Linked DNA regions of Mus musculus: all the other regions are linked to region 2. Evidence: chromatin contacts called from public Hi-C and HiChIP or PLAC-seq data. All regions are on one chromosome and are shown on one strand. The core of a region is the stretch at or near the end of the contact, and the rest is flanking DNA. Distances in the headings are between cores, read along the strand shown. Region 1 holds the start of Phldb3 (pleckstrin homology like domain, family B, member 3). Region 2 holds the start of Exosc5 (exosome component 5). Region 3 holds the start of Plaur (plasminogen activator, urokinase receptor).

Region 1 (2,897 bases), core at 215-2,714, 1.0 Mb after region 2:
GCCTTGAACACCTGCTGCTTATCAAAAAGGATCCTAAAGTTTAGAATGGACTCGGTGTCTTGGCTCGCAGGTTCCCTCACGGGTTGATTTCCCAAGATCTCCCCATCCTCACCTCGATCCTCAGTTCCTTCTTCTGGCGCTGTAACTCCTTCACCCGCTGCTCCATCAGAGCCACGCGAGTCAGTGCCTCCAGCTGCTGTCCTCGCAGCCGCCGCGCTGCCCCCCGCAGCTCTTCCCCAGAAGGGAGGCATGGGGAAGGTGTGGCTGGAATCTGCGCGGCAGGCGTAGCCTCGGGCTGAAATTAGAGAGGGTGTGATGAGAACAAGTCTCGCCCCCCTCAAGTCACCAAACAGGTCTGGTCCCACCCCAGTAGTGCCTCTGGGGGTCATGAGCTGCCAAGTTCAACTACTTCCTTTCGGGTCCGAATGGAAGACCGTGAAGCGGGGAAGCCGGCAGGTTCTGAACCCATCATACAAAGCCACTATGCTCTGAAGCTGAACTAGCAGAGCTTGCTTCCTTTTCTTTCCTTCCTTCCTTCCTTCCTTTCTTTTTTCTTTCTTCCTCATTTCTTCCCTCCTTTCCTTTTCTTCTTTTCCTTTTTCCTTTCTCCCTTCTCTCTCCTTTTCTTTTTTCTTCCTCCATTTCTTCCTCTATTCTTTCTTTTTTTTTCTTCCTTCCTTCCTTCCTTTCCTTCTTTCTTTTTTGTACCTGAATGCTAGTGGAAATCAGAAGATTCTTGCCTTACATCAATGAGGGTTCTGGGGATCGAACCCAGGTCGTCAGATTTGACAGCAAGTGTCTTTGTACACGATGAGCTCATCTGTCCCTGAGTCTCAACCTCTTGGGATCTCTTTCTCAGAGTCCCTGGATCGCTCTTCTTCCCCCCACCCCCACCCCCGTCCCTCTCTCTGACTTAGACTCTTCTATGTTGGCATTTCTTTTTGTTTCTCTTCTGGGTCTGTGTGTCTTCCCTGTGTCTCTCTTTTAGGTCTATGTCTCACTCCCTGTGTCTCTGTCGTATCTAGTTTCTATGTTTCTACCCGAGTCTCTCTGGCTTCAAATCCAACTTTGTCTAACAGGGTGTTTCTGCCTGTCTATGGGTACTCTCCTTGACTCTGGGTCTCTGTCTAGTCTCTCTCTTTATGTTCTTCTGTGTCGTCTTGGGTGTCTGTCTGTCCGTCTGGACAGCCCCCCCGGGGGGATGATCCCTCACCTCTTCGCGGCAGCTCTCGGTGCTGCTACCTTCTTCCACTTCTTCCTCTTCCTCGGCCTGCCGCCCAGCTCCGGGGCAACTTGGAAGCTCCGCTGGGACTTCGGGCTCCTTGTGCTCTTTGGGATCCTCGGGGTGCCCCTGAGGCTGCACAGCCCCTTGAGGCTGGACCTCGACGGCGCATTCCGAAACCTTTGGAGACGAGGAGCCCTCCTCTAGGGTGCTGGGTGTCCCCATGGCCGCTTCGGATTCCTGTGGTGTGGGCGTGGTCAGTTTCAGAGGCGTGGTCTGATGTTTGTGGGCGTGGTCTAGAGCGCGTTGAGCTTGCCCAGAGGGCGGAACCTAAAGGTTCAGAGACCAGCTCTGAACATTCCGCGGGCGTAGATTTCCTGGGGACCCGCTCGCGACTGGGGAGAGGCTGTCGGCTCCGAAGGTGACACACACACCTAGAGGTGGGAAGAGAATTTGAGTCCGGGGTCCTAACGCTCCCCGTGCTGGGGCGTCGCACGCTGAGCCTTCCCTTTGCTCCATGTGTCATCCCTGAGCCCCTTCTGCAGCCCTCTCCAGTTTCCCGGATTGCCTCCAAGAGATTCCATCTCCTCTACCCTCTCGGGACTAGCCCGGCTCTCCTCCTTGGAGCTCCACAGTTGGGTCCCGAACCACCTGTAAGGAATCAGCGTCCGAGGCTCCTCACCCCAAGATCCAGAACTCGGGGCTGGCAATGTCTACCTCTCCGGATATGCCTGGGGCCCCAACGCCTCCGTTCCTTCCCGGGAGGAGGTCCTCGTAGGTCGTCAACCTTCTTTCTGGCTCTGCACTGGGCACTGCCGCTCCTGCGGCTAAACAGGTGGCTGGAAGGAGGGAGGAGAGAGAGGCCGCCCCGTCCCCCTCCCCAGCAGCCCGGAAGTGGAGGGGGGGACAACAGGTCCGACAGCTCTCCTGGGAGGAGGGAGCCAGCAGCCTGCCCCGCCCGCAGCCCAGGCACCCAGCCATCCCGGCCCCTCCAGCCCCACCCAGAGAGAGCCCAGCGCCCAGACCTCCCACTCAGCCTCCGGTGCCCCTGGAGGGCCGGGCTTCTTAGCCACCTGCATACAGCAGCCTCCCTAAGGCCGAAGCCTAGGAAATCCTCAAAGGAAGATAGGAATGAAGATGGGGGCCTCTCCCCTCTAATAAGCCCTTTGGAAGGGCCCTGACCGGTTTAGGGAGCCGGACAAGGGGAGGGGGTATCCCGGGCTGAGTCAGCGATCTGCCCAGAGACAGAGTGTGCCCCACGCGCACACAGTTTACTATGGGGTGGGGCACAGAGGTTAAAGGTCACAGCCAGACCCTTTCCTCTCTGGGCAGAAACAGGAAAATATCTGGTATGCAAAACCCGACTGTTAGACATCAAGAGCTGTGCAAAACATTTGACACACCTCAGTGTCATACCACACCACAGCCCATAGAAAAAAAGAGATCGACCGTCTCCATTGTACAGTTGTGGGGACCGAGGCTGAAGGAAACAAATACACCTAGGATCTACAAGCATTCTAAATGACTTTTTTAAAATTATTATTACTTGTGTATGTGAAAGATAGTGCAGGTATGTAAGTGGCACCCAACATGTAAAGAGCTCATAGGACATCTTTGGGAAGTGGTGCCTTCCAACGTGGGATTCAGGCATGGAACTCAAATCATCTTGTTAGCA
Region 2 (3,027 bases), core at 494-2,993:
CCTGCAGAGGCCATAACAGGGCTTCCAATATCCTGGCTCCCCACAAGTTACAAGTGCTTGAAAGCTGCCTGAATGGGTGCTGGGAACTCAACTTTGTTCTCTGTAAGAGAAACCATTTCTCCAGCCCCGAGCTGTCTCCCCTTTTTTTTTTTCCCCAAGACAGGGTTTCCTGGCTGTCCTGGAACTCCCTCTATAGACCAGGCTGGCCTCAAACTCATAGAGACCCTGCATCTGTGTCTCAAGTGCTGGGACTAACGGTGTGTGCCACCACTGACCTGCCAGTTTTCTCCTTTCTTAAGCTCTATCAGTCGTCAGCTCTTGCCCCATCTATCTGATTCCTTCGCAGGAAAATGCCTGGAGACTTGTCTCAACTGTTTTTTTTCTCGCTCTTTCTGACCCACCACTATAAGCAATGACCTCTAGCTTATTAGCCATAAGGTGATCAGCCTTTAACATCTCAAACAAACTCACCATTGTCAACTCTGTCTCTGCCCTCTCATCTGTCTACTCTGGTAGTTTCTCACCCTCTCATGACCTCTCAAAGTTGGCTGGCCCGACTGGGATATAGGGTTGTGTGGGTCTCAGCCACAAGACTTCTCTTTTCTCCCTATTCATTTAGTCTGATGAAATGTGTATACCAAGGAAAGGCACGTTTTCTTAAATGATGGGACCGGGGAAGGGGAGATGCTTCTCAGCCCAGGATGGGAAGATCACATTTAATTTGAAGAGCACTTACTTAGATGTATCATCTGCCACAGTAATTATATTTAAACCAGTGGTGGTGATGTGTCTGTCTCAAAGGGTATTTATGCAAATAAACACCTTAGCCTCAACCGGTGATGTATGGATCTAGAAGTGTTTTTTAAGAAATCTAGTCAAAGCCAGGCGTGGTGGCGCACGCCTTTAATCCCAGCACTCGGGAGGCAGAAGCAGGCGGATTTCTGAGTTCAAGGCCAGCCTGGTCTACAAAGTGAGTTCAACAACAAAGTGAAAACAACAACAACAACAACAACAACAAAAACCCAAGAAATCTAGTCAAGGGGAGCTGGAGAGATGGCTCAGTGGTTATGAGCACTGACTGCTCTTCCAAAGGTCCTGAGTTGAATTCCCAGCAACCACATGGTGGCTCACAGCCATCTGTAACGGGATCTGATGCCCTCTTCTGGTGTGTCTGAAGACAGCTACAGTGCTCTTATATAAATAAAATAAGTCTTGAAAGAAAGATAAAAGAAAGAAAGAAATCTAGAGAAGGGTAATATCTGCCTTGGTGAAATACCTATTCTGGGATAGTCACTCTTATGAGAGTGGTCTTGCTCTCGATCTCCTCTGAGAGGGATTTACCAGGCTGGCCAACTCATTTCTTCTCGAGACGGGAGGTGGGTATACTCAACATCTAGAAATAAGTTCAAGGAGGCGGGCGTACTTGGTTACATACTACACAGTAACCGCTCTTCAAAAACCCTTCTTCGGTGAGGATGGCGCGCGCTGAGTTAAACTTGGTGAGGCTCGTACCTTGAAGAAAAGAAGCAGATCCATCCGGCCGGGACAGCAGGTTTTGCTCACAAGCAAAGTGCCGGAGACTGCAGACTGGACTTCGGGGGCTGGACTCTGTTCCGGTGTCAGTGAGTAAATTGGCGTCTGCACGCTTTGCGCCCTCCATAGCCGCTGACCACGCGCGCTGCGGCTCCCACCGTAGCTTCCGCTTAGCGGCGCGCGCAGTTCTACCGGCCGCGTACCTATTGCGCATGCGCCCGTCTAGGGCACGCCCGAGTTGGCCCTAGCACGTGGCTCAGCGTTTACTAACAATCTGGTCCCGCCCACCTCCACCTCCCAATTCTGGCATAGCCATTGGACAACAGGGAACAGGGGGAGGGACTTGGAGAGGGCCCATTTTGCTCAGGGCTCCGGGTCCTGAACCCTGAAGGTTCAAGTTAAGTTGTCCTTTTAGTTGCCTGAATTAGGAGCAACTAGAAGCAGACGACCGGAGCAATTTTAGAGACTAAAAATTGCCACCTTACTCATTTATGCGTCTTTGTCGCAAGGTGGTTAGAAGCAGATAGCGTGTTGGCCTAGCGGTGCTGCTATTTGAATAAGGCATCTGGTGGGACAGCCGTATGTCTATCCTGTGAGAAAGGAGGAGTGGTTATTAGCCAAGATGGCGATAGTGATGTCTGCGGCCAAGATCTGGAGGCCGAGCCGTGGCCTGCGCCAGGCTGCTCTTCTCCTGTTGGGACGATCTGGGGTTCGGGGCTTGGCTAGATCTGTGAGTATCTGAGCCCCACGGGGTCTTTCTTAGGGAGAAATAGAGACGTAAAAGTTATTCTTACATTGTGTGAGACACCGCGGGCTGTGAAGGAAAGAAAGAAAAGGTCCGAGAAACTTCTTGAAGAGAAATTCAAGGGAAGAATCCCTTTAGAGGAAAAGCAAGGCAGCTACTTGTGGGCCTCGATAGAAGGAGACGAGACGGGGGTTGAAAGGACAGATCAGGTTTTCATAGGGTCCTACATTGCTTAAATTCCAACTGTAAAGGGAGTTGAGCAAGAAACTGGTTTGATTCCTATGCCACCTGATCAAAAGGCAAGGCAAGGGACTTTGCCATGACTGTCCTTTACACAAGATGATTATGAAGGGAGACAAAGAGAGCTACAAGTTCAAACAGGACCCTTTGCCCACGTTATTTTTTTGAGACAGGATCTCACCCACGAGTCCGGAATGGCCTTTAGCTCACCCAGATGCTTAGACAGGCATCGAACTGGAGATAGTCCTGTCCCAGCCTCCCAAGTACTGGCATTACAGATGTAAGCTACGGTGCTTGGCTGCCCACTTTTCTTGAAAACACTGGAGAAAACTCGGAATTCCCTTTTGATCCATTGTTGATAAGGGCAGGATAACACTTCCAAAATCTGTTGCGGTCTGGCAATGTACCACCACAGTGTAGAATGCTTGCCTAGCACGCGCCACGTCCAGAGTTTGGCTCCTAGCCCTGTGTGTTTGTTTATCTGGATATGGCGACACATGTCTGTAATT
Region 3 (2,876 bases), core at 149-2,648, 1.2 Mb after region 2:
GTTATGAAGTAGCAACAAAAATAATTTTATGGTCGGAGGTCACCAAACTGTGAGGAGTTGTATTAAAGGATCATAGCATTCGGAAGGTTGAGAACCACTTTCAAAGACCCACCTCAGCCCCCAAACGTTTGTCCCACCCCAGGACCGAAGTCCCTCCTGCAGGTCTTCACCTAGGCCACGTCTCGCCAATGTTATAGCCCCCCGCCTCAGACTGCCCAGTTTTTTTTTTCGTTTTTTTTTTAAAGATTTATTTATTATTATGTGTAAGTACACTGTAGCTGTCTTCAGATGCACCAGAAGAGGGCGTCAGATCTCATTATAGATGGTTGTGACCCACCATGTGGTTGCTGGGATTTGAACTAAGGACCTTCGGAAAAGCAGTCCGTGCTCTTAACCACTGAGCCATCTCTCCAGCCCCCGACTGCCCAGTTTCTAATCAGAACTTTTGCACCAGCCTAGCCTTAGTCTGGCCCCCATTTCCCAGACAAGTTCCAGGAACAGAAAGGCTAAGTAACTGTCCTGAACCACACAGCCAGTTTTGACCCCAGGTGGCAGCCCCACTCCAGGGTCCCCTCCTCCCGGGGTTGGATTTCACAGTAAGAACTGTCCTGTCTGAGCCCCGAGATCCGGTCTGCAATTTAGAGCCGGTCCCTTTGTGCCAGATATCCTTTCTTCAACAAGAGCCCCTCCCCTTTGCACCCCCACCCCTCCCCCCTCTAGCTCCCAGACCACCCAGGCCCCGCCAGAGATCTTTTCCCACCCCATTAATCATCTCCGGTCTCCCGCGGACTAGAGAGGGCTTTCCGAGTTATTCACCGTGCCAAACCCTGACTCAATTCCTTCCCCATTTCCCTCTACTTTCTCAACACCATTTCCCCCGCATTTCCTGGAGGAAGAAGGCTGAGGACATAACATAGTAAAAGACAAGTGTATTCGAGGGACAGGCCCTGGGCTCCCGCTGAACTCTGTGGACCTTTGAGATGTAGACCCCTGAGCCCCTGTCTTGTCCCAAAGTGGGATCCCCACACAGACCAAAACACTGTGGGGAGTGGCTGTGAGGTCACATGTCCAGTTATCATTCAACCCCTAGCTGTGAGGCTTTGGACCAGCTTCTTAACCTCTCTGTTCCTCCGCGTCCTCCAGTGTGCCAGGCACTGTGCACCAGGGATCAGCGTTTACTAAATGAATGCCTGCGGGAGTCTGACTGTGCCACGTGGAGCCTGAGAACACACCCGGAGAATAGCTGGATAGAAGGGTGGAGCGCTGGGCCATCCTCCTCTAGCTCACGCCCGGTGCCACCACGCAGCTCTTACCTGGGACACAGGTAGTCGCCAGCAACAGCAGCAGCAGCAGCCGCCTTGGGAGTCCCATGGGTTCTTCCTTCACCTCTGCTCTAGACTGACCGAGGGGAAGAAGACAGTTTTGTGACCCTAGGGCTCCTCCCACTGTTTGCTAAAGAGTGAGTCAGCTCCAGGGGTTGCCTCGCCTCCCCCCGCCCCGCCCCCGCCCCCCCCCCCCAGCCCTTCCTCTTCCATAGTTCAAGAAACTCTGCCCCTTCCATACATAGTAAGATGCAGTCTCAAAAAAGGAGGGAGGGAAAGAGGGAGGGAGGAACGGAGGGAGAGAGGGAGGGAGAAGGAGGGATGAGGGAGAGAGAGAGAGAGAGAGAGAGAGAGAGAGACTATGATGGAGAAAGGAAGACAACCAAATAGCAAGGGTTAGAATCCTCTCTAGCCTTGGCTATTTCTTACCAATCAGAGTTTATGTTTTCAAAGTTTGTTTTATTTGAGTTTCTCCAGAGAGAGTCTTGCTATGAAGACCAGCCTTGAACTCAGGAACCTCCTGCCTCAGTCTCCCCCGAGTCTGGATCATGGGCACGCTACCATCCTTGGCCGAGGCGGTACAATTCCATGTAGGGAAATCATGTGGAACACTAACTTGCCAAACTAGAGGGCAAAATTCCTTCAGCTCCTGACCAAGGACCTCCTGGGTACTGGGCACTGTTCCAGGAACTGGAACACAGCAGGAAACACAAGGACGCCACCCTCTGCCATTACGATGGGGAGGATACATTAGTTATCTAATCTCTCCCATCAGTCGGAAACCAGGGGAAAAACAAGTTGAAAGAGGAACAAACTGTAGGGAGAGAGGTAAATGGCTTAATTGCTTTGGGAGGGTGATGCGGAGGGCAGCCAGGAAAGGTGTGCAAGAAGTCTAGTGGATTCCTACAGAAAGCCTTTGAGGGAGAGGAAAGAGTCATCGCAAAAGCCCTGAGGGCAAAGAATCACTCAGAGCGGCTCAGTGTGGCTGATGAGTGGGAACCAGAGAGAGCAGAGAGCAATGAGTAGCACCCGTACAGTAGTGATGTCACTGCTGTGAGTACCGAGTCACTGAAGCCTGAGCTGGGAAACACGGAACCCAAGGTCTCCTGCAGGATTGACAAGGAGTCTACCACTGAGCCACGCCCCCAGCCCCTCACTGGGGGAGGCTAGGCAGAGGCTCTACCACTGTGCCACGCCCCCAGCCCCTCCCTGGGGGATTCTAGGCAGGGGCTCTACCACTGAGCCACGCCCCCAGCCCCTCACTGGGGGATTCTAGGCAGGGGCTCTACCACTGAGCCATGCCCCCAGCCCCTCATTGGGGGATTCTAGGCAGGGGCTCTACCACTGAGCCACGCCTCCAGCCCCTCACTGGGGGAGGCTAGGCAGAGGCTCTACCACTGAGCCACACCCCAACCCCTCACTGGGGGAGGCTAGGCAGGGGCTCCACCACTGAGCCACACACCCAGCTTGGCTTGATTTAATGTCAAGATAAGGTAAAAGGTGAAAAATAAAAATAAAAATGCCCAAATAAAGTTTTCCTCTAAGAGGTCCTAA

What was found. Hi-C and Micro-C count contacts between places; a contact is called where the count stands out from the background. HiChIP or PLAC-seq counts read pairs in DNA pulled down with a chosen protein or histone mark.
Region 1: a contact with region 2 is called in a Hi-C map of B cells, with 12 read pairs. The contact joins the promoter of Phldb3 here to the promoter of Exosc5 in region 2. A contact is called at or near these places in 3 of 39 promoter capture datasets (cranial neural crest, frontonasal cranial neural crest and hippocampal neurons), 1 of 484 Hi-C or Micro-C datasets (B cells) and 1 of 9 other capture datasets (macrophages).
Region 3: an HNF4G HiChIP or PLAC-seq map of pancreatic cancer cells shows a contact between it and region 2. The contact joins the promoter of Plaur here to the promoter of Exosc5 in region 2. A contact is called at or near these places in 2 of 39 promoter capture datasets (cranial neural crest and pre-B cells) and 2 of 115 datasets of contacts at active chromatin or transcription factors (bone marrow-derived macrophages and pancreatic cancer cells).

What each region holds. Positions count from the first base shown.
Region 1 is chr7:24,609,895-24,612,791 of GRCm38.p6, reverse strand. Phldb3 (pleckstrin homology like domain, family B, member 3) reads right to left here and starts at 1,464. Exons shown (of 15, transcript NM_001102613.1): 1 at 1,214-1,464; 2 at 113-295. The coding sequence starts at 1,447.
Region 2 is chr7:25,657,869-25,660,895 of GRCm38.p6, reverse strand. Exosc5 (exosome component 5) reads right to left here and starts at 1,743. Exons shown (of 6, transcript NM_138586.3): 1 at 1,513-1,743. The coding sequence starts at 1,660. It overlaps Bckdha (branched chain ketoacid dehydrogenase E1, alpha polypeptide), which reads left to right and starts at 2,135. Exons shown (of 9, transcript NM_007533.5): 1 at 2,135-2,263. The coding sequence starts at 2,156.
Region 3 is chr7:24,461,005-24,463,880 of GRCm38.p6, reverse strand. It overlaps Plaur (plasminogen activator, urokinase receptor), which reads right to left and starts at 1,398. Exons shown (of 7, transcript NM_011113.4): 1 at 1,314-1,398. The coding sequence starts at 1,371.